Regions from separate parts of the Mus musculus genome. Here region 1 is linked to region 2. Evidence: chromatin contacts called from public promoter capture Hi-C data. All regions are on one chromosome and are shown on one strand. Each heading gives the region's core, a stretch centred on a gene start, on an enhancer-like site or on the middle of the called end of the contact. The rest is flanking DNA. Distances are from core to core; before and after follow the strand shown. Region 1 holds the start of Oxct2a (3-oxoacid CoA transferase 2A). Region 2 holds the start of Mycbp (MYC binding protein).

Region 1 (4,630 bases), core at 1,034-3,533, 580 kb before region 2:
CACCTGTGCTGAGCCCAGCTTCTTCCTTTACACACACTGGGACTGTTAGTGCACAGTGGGTCTTCCAGGTGGAGTGCCAGCACCAAGCATCTTCCTGAAGTCAGATTCCCACAGGAAACACAGGGACACACGCGAGCTCCCAGGAGGAAGTTGGGTGCAGGCAGATTTCAGGGAAACAAAATTAAGAACAGAAACGAGGACCCAAGAAGACAATGCAGAGGGACAAGATGGAGGGCTCCTCCTCCCGATCCGGGATCCACAGTTCTGTGTTTCTTGGCTGCAGTGAAGTAGCACCAGCTGCACTCTGGGTAGGATGCCTTCCTGTCCCATGTTTTCCTCCATGTTTCCTGACTCAGTTATGAGGGCAGCACTGGTGTTGAGACCTCCCAGGGAACCCTCTGCAGCCTGGTATGTGAATGTCACAGAAAGTGGGAGAGGGGGACCAGAGTTCTCAATGGTTAGGGACAGGACATACTGGCTCAAGTTAGGGTTTTTAATTAAGGTCACATGGCTCTCGATAGACACCATCTAGCAGAAGGAAGCTGGAGGAGCCAGTGTGGCACAGTGGTCAGGTGCTGCTAAGGATGTCCAGTTGTCACTAACTGGCAAATTAGCCCTGGAGGGCTCCTCAAGCATCAAGTTTAATCTGCTGCATGGGCTTGAGGTTGGGGGACACGGCAAATGAACAGGCTGTGGTGGCCTTGATGTCATCTACCGACGAGCCCTCCCACAGCTCCACCAGTGTCAGCCCCTTTGAGTGGTTCACTTCAAACACTGCCTTCTCAGTGATGATGAGGTCCACGCAGCGCTTGCCGGTCAATGGCATGGTGCATTTCTTCAAGATTTTGGGCTGCTTTGTCTTGGTGCAGTGTTCCATGGTGACTACAACTCTGGTCTTTTTACTAGACACCAAGTCCATGGCCCCGCCCATGCCCTTCACCTTCTTGCCTGGCACCATCCAGTTGGCCAGGTCGCCGTATTGAGAAACCTGCATGGCCCCAAGCATGGTCAGTTGGAGGTGTCCGCCACGGATCATGGCAAAAGAGTCATCGCTGGCGAAGAAACAGCCCCCGGGAACCACCGTCACTGTCTGCTTGCCTGCGTTGATGACGTCGGCATCTACCTCATTTTTCAAAGGGAACGGGCCCAAGCCCAGGATTCCGTTTTCACTGTGCAGGTAGACGGTCATCTTGGGGCTGATGTAGTTGCTCGCCAAGACAGGGATCCCGATGCCCAGATTGGCATACATGCCGTCCTGGAACTCCAGAGCCGCGCGCTTGATGATGCGCGTCCTGGAAGGGTCATTGTCTTTGCTCCCGGGCGCGGGCTTGCTGTCACGTGTGGTTAGGCGCTCGATGCGCTTCTCGAACTTCGGCCCCTTGATCACGCGGTCCACATAGATGTTGGGGACGTGGATGTCTTCCGGGGCGAAAGTACCCACGTCCACGATCTCCTCCACTTCCACCACCGAGATGTCCGCGGCCTTGCACATGGGCACATTGAAGTTGCGCGCGCTGCCCCTGAAGATCACGTTGCCGGAGCGGTCGGCCTTCCAGCCCTTGATCAGTGCGAAGTCAGCGCGGATAGCGTGCTCTAGCAGGTAGAAGCGGCCCTGGAACTCGCGTACTTCTCGCGGCTCACTTAGAGTAATCAGGTGGCCATCGGGCGCGTACCGGATTGGAGAGCCCCCTTCCTGCACCAGCGTTCCATAGCCTGTGGGCGTGTAGAAGGCGGGCACGCCAGTGCCACCCGCGCGGATGCGCTCGGCCAAAGTTCCCTGCGGCGTCATCTCCAGTTCCAGCTCGCCCGCCAGGTAGAGCTTCTCGCAGAGCGCGTTCTCCCCCAGGTAGGAGCACACCACGCGCCTGACCTGCTTGGAGGCCAGCAAGATGCCCAGGCCGAAGTCGTCCACGCCCACGTTGCTGCTGACGATCTTCAGGTCCTTCACGCCCTTGGTCTTCAGCGCACCGATCAGGTTCTCGGGGATGCCGCAGAGCCCGAAGCCCCCGAGCATGACGGTAGACCCGTCCTTGACGCCCTCCACCGCCTTCACCGGGTCCGTGTAGAAATGGACACTCCCGCTGCGGTCCGAAACATAGCGGCGGATAAGGCGGTGGGGCAGCGCGGGTGGTGGGCGGAGAGCAGATACCCCACGTGGGAGCGCCCAGGCCAGAAGCCTCAGCGCCGCCATCGTCCACGGCCACGGGGCTCCCAGCTCCGGGACAGAGAGAGAAAGGCCAGGTTCACCTTTGCAGAGCAGTGCACATTACCTCTGCGCTGCGTCACAGAGCAGGGAGGAGGATACTGCCAGGGATGGCCGTGGGTCTCACTCAGCTGAGGACACCCTTGGCCATCCCTGCTGCCCAGCCTGTCTCTCAAGAGCCTGGGACAGACACTGGAAACCCCTGTTTGGGACTCCATTGTACCTAAGAGAGCTCGCCCCAGGGCAGAGGTGGGGATGGGGCAGTTCCAGGTTAGGATCCCCCACTCCTGGAGGGAGGGCTGAAGTTAGCCGGTCTTTTAAAGCCACAGTCCCATCTGTCACTCCCTCCTGTTAAACTCTAAACTCTCCTAGCGCTGTGCCACGTTTCCCTAACTTAGAGTGACCCCTGCCCGCCACCTCCCTGTCCTCCCTTTCCAACCTATCTTCCAGCCTTTTGCTGGACTCCAGAGAGACTGTTCCTGCCCTGTTGTCCTTTCTGTCCTCCCTGCCCAACATAAGGAAATGTCCCAGGAAACCCCTGTGAGTGAAGTAGAAACATCTGTACCCAAGGAAACAGGCTTCCCTGCTGAGTTACAACTCTGCAGAGCTGTGATAGCTCTGAGCTCAGGAAACCTAGGGTGCAGATCCCCCCACCCCTCCTTCCTAGTACAGAACCTGTCAGAGTGGAGGCTTGCTGCCCAGAGAGAAGGACCCCTTTCCTGGAGGGGATCCTGGCTCTCAGGAGGTCAGTTGCTATGTATGAGGTGGACCAGAAGGCATTCCTGGCTGGGGCCTTCCCATGTCCAGGACCTGACCATTCTGCCCAAGTCCTCAATAAAGGCTAAACATCTCCCTCCCAACACCCACACAGTGAGAGGTCTCTGTGTACTAGCCCGGTGGCCTCTGCTGGAACCACCTCCCAAGACCCCAGGGCAGCTCCCTGCTAAGTCCTGGAGCCTCACCATCCGCGGTTTCCACATAGAGGCGGAGTCCCAGGTCCTTGTGATGGTTCAGCAGCCATCGGTCACTGGCTGCTGTGATGTCCAGCACCAGCCAGCCCTCGTCCCCAGATCGGAGCGTCTGAAGATCCAAAAAGAACAAGTCAGACTCCCTGTGGACATGAAAGGACAATTAACCAAGGGCCAAGGGAGGTTGGCACAGCTGCTTGTATCTTGTGCCTGCCTGGGGACCACTCTCAGAGTCTCTTCCCTGCTTGACTCTGGGCTGGTGTCTTTGGTTCCACATTTCCCTGATAATCAACCCTTGACATTTTAGAGTCCATGTGCTGATGGGGACACTGGCTCAGTGCTGTGACCTAGTGAGGGCCCCACAGCCAGAGTGACAGGGCAGGAGTTCCAGGCCAAACCCCTTTCTCATGTCTGAGGCCCCTCTCCCAGGAGACTTCCCTTTCCTTTCTTGGAAATGCACCCCCTGGACAGGACCCCTGCCAGAGACCATAAGGCTATGAGGTGGGGTGGGCACTGGGCAGAGGGACGGTACCTGTTGGAGTGCTCTTGGACCACTTCGAACATGCTGATGTGGAGGGTTGTGTTGAGCGGGTGGGTGCTGGGTTCTTTGTAGATCCGGAACTCAGCAGCTGTGACAGCCTCCCCAGCAGGGATCTGGGTTAGGTCAAAGTGGAATTCCTTCCAGTGTGGCTCCTGGTAGCCCAGGGTACGGTCGCGTTCCACTGGAAGACAAAGTGGGAGTGGGGTCATCACCAGGAGCCTGGATGGCTTGTGCTCAGAGTAGGACCCCAGGCAGCCTGGGTGGGGCCCATGCTTTCTCTACACACAGGCTTGTGGTCTGCCCTGGGTGCTCACCAGGTTTCAGGACTTGGGGCTGTGGGAAGCTGAGGATGTGCTCAGCAGGCCCCTGGACGCACAGACAGTCACAGTGCTGCCTCTCATAGCCCCCAGGCTGGCGGCAAGATGGACATTGGTCCAAGGTAGAGAAACAGCTCCATTCCAGGGAGAAGCCCTGTGTGGACAGGGATGTAATTGGCTGAGTTTCAGTGGGATAGAGGACTCCCAGAGCCTGCCTTTGTCTGACAGCTGAGCCTGGCTGATAGGGCTGTGCTTCAGTTTCCTTCAGTGTTCTGGGTAAGGCTGTGCAGACTGCAGGCCACATCACAAGGTCAGCAGCAGAAGGGCCTCAGTGCCAGCAACCAGAGGACAAGGTGAAGGAGGGAGGTGGAAAGCAAGAGGAAAAGGTGACATCTTAACTGATGGGAAAGAAAATGTCTTGGCATGAGGCTGGAGAGATGGCTCAGCAGGTAAGAGCACCGACTGCTCTTCTGAAGGTCCTGAGTTCAAATCCCAGCAACCACATGGTGGCTCACAACCATCTGTAACGAGATCTGATGCCCTCTTCTGCTGTGTCTGAACACACACTTATCTATAATAAGTGCAACAGTGCACTTATCTA
Region 2 (4,082 bases), core at 1,537-4,036:
TTGTGTGTGTGAGTGAAAAAGGAACACATAGAAGTGTGTAGGAGGGGCTGGTGAGATGGCCCAGCAGGGAAGAGCACCCGACTGTTCTTCCGAAGGTCCTGAGTTCAAATCCCAGCAACCACATGGTGGCTCACAACCATCCCTAACAAGATCTGACTCCCTCTTCTGGTGTGTCTGAAGACAGCTACAGTGTACTTACATATAATAAATAAAAACAAAACAAAACACCATGACCAAGGCAATGTATAGGAGGAAGATTAAAAAAAAAAAAAAAGAAGTGTGTAGGAGTGTGGGAGTTCAAGAAAAGGAAAGTGCACAGGAAAAAAGCAGAGTACAAAAGAGAATGCAGTGTGTGTGCAGCCTCAAGCTGTGAATGAGTGAGAGAGAGACAGAGAGAGGAGAGAGTAAGCCTTGAAAAATTGCCTGTCAGTTTGTACCTGAAAAGTAGTCTGTGTCTGTTTATTATGTGCCTTCCAGATATCCCTGCTTCCAGTTGAGAACTCTGACCCCGCTGGACCCTGACAATGACGAAGCTTGACCATTTTAATAGACTTTGAAAGAAAAACCACAGGGCAGGCAAGCTATAATCTGTCAGTAAATGGGGGACAGGAAAAAAGGGAATGCAAAGGAGACTCATCTCATATGGGCTCAACTCAGGAACCTGCCAGAGGCTCCCAGTCCCAGAAAGCATCCACTGACTCAGTGGCTCTGAGTCCTTGTCTGCAGACTTGGCGTTCATGGTTGGTAAAGGGTGATGGGCTTGTTCTACTTGAGACAGAATCTCAGCATGTGACTCTGGCTGGCCTTGAGTTTAGAGATTTGCCTGCTCTGGCTCACGAATGCTAGGATTAAAGGCGCATGTCATTACTCTCAGTAGTGAAGGTTTTCTAATCATTTTATTTAAAAATACTTTGTTTGTTGTGTGCATGTGTGTGCCTGCAGCACATGTAGAGGCCGGAGGCACTTTGCAGGTCCTGGCTCTCCTCTATAGGACAGCTCCAGGGATCCAACAAACATCAGGCTTTATCCACCGAGCCAGCTCATTGGTCTACCCAAAGATGAGGTTTTTTTTTTTTTTTTTTTTTTTTTAAAGAGCTTGGGACAGGAGCTAGAGCTCCAGAGAGGGCCCAAGAGAGGGCTATGGAAAGGTTAGATTGGCTCCAATATAGGAGGAAGTCCCAAGAAAGAAGAAGAAAAAAATCCAGGTTCCTGGGGTGGAGTTGGGAGTTCACACATGGTGAGACCCTGCCTCAAAACAATAACACAACGCCTCCCCATCCCCACTCCATGTAAAATTCCCAAAAAGCTCAACTAAAAAAACTGGATGAGTCTCGAATGCCTTAGAGCAGAGATGGGAGGGAGGAAGGGCATTGCCAACAGGAACAAAGGGAGGCAAGGCAAGCACCACCCACCAGGGGACTCTGCTTTGCACTTTTTCATTCAGTTTGTGGTTGAAGCTGGGTTCATAAGTTCTTTCAACATGAGTTTAAGTTCTGTGGCTTCTCATAACCAAATATGTTTTTTTCTCAAGACCAACAGAAAAGACAGTATTTTCATTATTTGTGCAACATAGAGCCATCGTTTTGCTTTTCTTAGATAGTCTAGAAACTTTGCAGCTAGGGAGCAGTAAGATGACTTGGTGGTAAAGGCACTCGTTGTCAAGCCTGACAACCTTAATGCAATTACTGAGACTAACGGTGGAAGGAGAGCAAGTCCTATGAGTCTTCCGATCTCCAACTGCACCACGGCATGAATACTCTTCCCCAACTCCTGGAAAAAAAAAAATCCACTGGATTTCAAAAAGATAAGGTGGGGGTAGGGCCTTACATTAAAACAAGACTACAATGAATTCTTTGTTTTGGAGACAGGGTTTCTGTGTAGCCCTGACCATCTTGGACCAGAATGGCTTCGAACTCAGGATGGTCTCCACTTTTCTTGCACTGAGATTAAATTCGTGTGCCACCAGCGCCTAGTGAATAGAATGACTTCTATATAGAGAGATCAAAACAAAATCTAGCCAAGTAGCAGGCACAACTACAAATTCATTAAAGGGCCCTCTTCTGCACTTAGAAATCTCCTTAGAGAGACATACACACTTAGTACTACCTATAATTATTTTCAACATAAAAACACGCATAATATATATGGAAAAGAACTTAATGTTAACCACTAAGGGGGTATAAAAAAAAAAAAAAGGAAACTAATGACAAAGGCAGAGAAAAGAACCACTTCAGAGGTCATTGCCCTAATCCAACATTGCTGTAGAGATAAGTTTTCTACCAGCCAGCAGTTATCTGCAAATATCACGGGGCTTAATGATTACAAGCAAGCCCTGAACAAGCCCAAAAGAGATTCTTTATTTAGCTGAGGGTGACCTTGAACTTTTTCCTGGTGCTGGGTATTTTTCTGAGCCAAGAAACACGGCATTGGTCTGTTCCTCACCAAAGACCCAAATGACAAGGAGTGCGCGCCCACTAACACGTGGGGAGATACTACATCAGGAGCCTCTAACTCCTGGCCACACCCATCCAGGGCCCCACAGGTCGTTCGCCTGGCTTTACCTAAACCTCGCCTCTTGCTAGGCAACCGAATCGCCGCGGCAACCGGAACAGGAAGACGCGAGACTGCCCGGAACCGCGGAGGGCGGGCTCACGCAGCCTCTCTAGGCTCCGAGGAGACAGGGATACACAGCGTCCCGGTCGCCATGAAAACAGGCCACACCCCGGTGGCCCCGGCCCGTGCCTGCCCAGTGCGCAGACGCGCGCGCCGTTCCGCGCATGAGCAGTGAGGCTTGGAGCCCGCCTGCCCGTGTCTCCGGCGCCAGCTACGCCGCTGTGGCTGTCACTATGGCCCATTACAAAGTGAGGGGGGCGCGGCGTGGCTCGGGGCGTGCGGGCGGCGCCGGGTGGGAGTTGGGGCGTGTGCAGGGCTTGGGGCCGGCGGCGGGGCGCGCCGTCTTCCTGCTCCGGCCCCGGGCTCCGGTCCCTGACCCGCCGTGTCTCCTCAGGCCGCCGACTCGAAGCGCGAGCAGTTCCGGAGGTACTTGGAGAAGTCGGGGGTGCTGGACACGCTGACGAAAGGTGAGCCGAGGCGGGCGGCTGCAGCCCACGTCCGCGCGCTCTTGGCCAGGTGGGGCCCGCCCCGGGAGCAGCGAGGCCTTGGGGTCCCGTGGGTCGGGCGCACGCCGGCCGCGGGACTTCGCCTCGCCCCGGTGGTCGCTCTCTGCCCCGGACTGAAACTCTTGCAGCTGTTGCAAAGTCTCTCCAACTTCCGTTGCTTTCCCGCGAGCAGCCGCAGTGGACACGTTAGCAAGACCTTGAGATCCCAGTTGCTCCCTGCCGTATAGTGTGCGGGATTTTACAAATTTTTCTTTTGGACAAAGGCAACTAAGAAAATGACTGGATTTGAAAGTGGGTTATTAAATGGCTCTAGTCCCCGAAGCTGGAGATTCATAGACAGTTTGGGCTGTGGCTTTTCAACTCTTTTAGCCTATAGTAATTCCTACTTTGTGTAGATATCATAATTAAAGTGGAATTACAATTTGAAAAGTGCTTCAGAGCACATAAAAACAGCTATATTCTTTACTTTAAAACAATGGAAGCGTAAAGTGTATCCCTTCCTTTCTGGGTGTAAGGCTAGAGAGTATGGTGGTTGGAATCATAGAATAAAGCTAACTGGCCTTAACAGTATATTGAATGCCTTCTACATGGTAAGAACTCAACATTGCTTGGTGTTTTCAAGGGAATAGAATGGAATGGCTGGCAGGGATTGAAAACTTGGTCCTTTTGAGAATAGGAAGTGTCTGGGAAATAATTTGTATCTGCTTTTTAGGGAACAAAAGCTAGGGGAAAATTTGGGAGAACTTAGAAGAAAGCAGGGCTTTTAATTCTCTTACATGGATGAACTGACAAGTTAGAATTACTACTCATTTCCTTATGTCATCGGAAGTCAATGTGAGCAAAAGTATAAGGAACTACTCTGTGAGACCACTGTAGTTTGTGGCATCAGAAGTGTCACAGATGGCTTGGAATTCTGTTAAAAAAAACCCCTCATGTTTCTTTCATGTAATGATTTTACTCCAG

Evidence for each region. Promoter capture Hi-C pulls out the DNA fragments that hold promoters and counts their contacts.
Region 1: a contact with region 2 is called in a promoter capture Hi-C map of embryonic stem cells, with 4 times the contacts expected there. The contact joins the promoter of Oxct2a here to the promoter of Mycbp in region 2. A contact is called at or near these places in 4 of 39 promoter capture datasets (the 3T3-L1 cell line, embryonic stem cells, liver and 1 more), 1 of 484 Hi-C or Micro-C datasets (embryonic stem cells), 3 of 115 datasets of contacts at active chromatin or transcription factors (embryonic stem cells and kidney) and 2 of 9 other capture datasets (embryonic stem cells and liver).

Annotation. Positions count from the first base shown.
Region 1 is chr4:123,321,396-123,326,025 of GRCm38.p6, forward strand. Oxct2a (3-oxoacid CoA transferase 2A) reads right to left here and starts at 2,284. Exons shown (of 1, transcript NM_022033.4): 1 at 480-2,284. The coding sequence starts at 2,191. The coding sequence ends at 629. It overlaps Bmp8a (bone morphogenetic protein 8a), which reads right to left. Exons shown (of 7, transcript NM_007558.3): 2 at 3,704-3,893; 3 at 3,166-3,314.
Region 2 is chr4:123,902,227-123,906,308 of GRCm38.p6, forward strand. Mycbp (MYC binding protein) reads left to right here and starts at 2,787. Exons shown (of 5, transcript NM_019660.3): 1 at 2,787-2,861; 2 at 3,008-3,080. The coding sequence starts at 2,847. It also overlaps D130007C19Rik.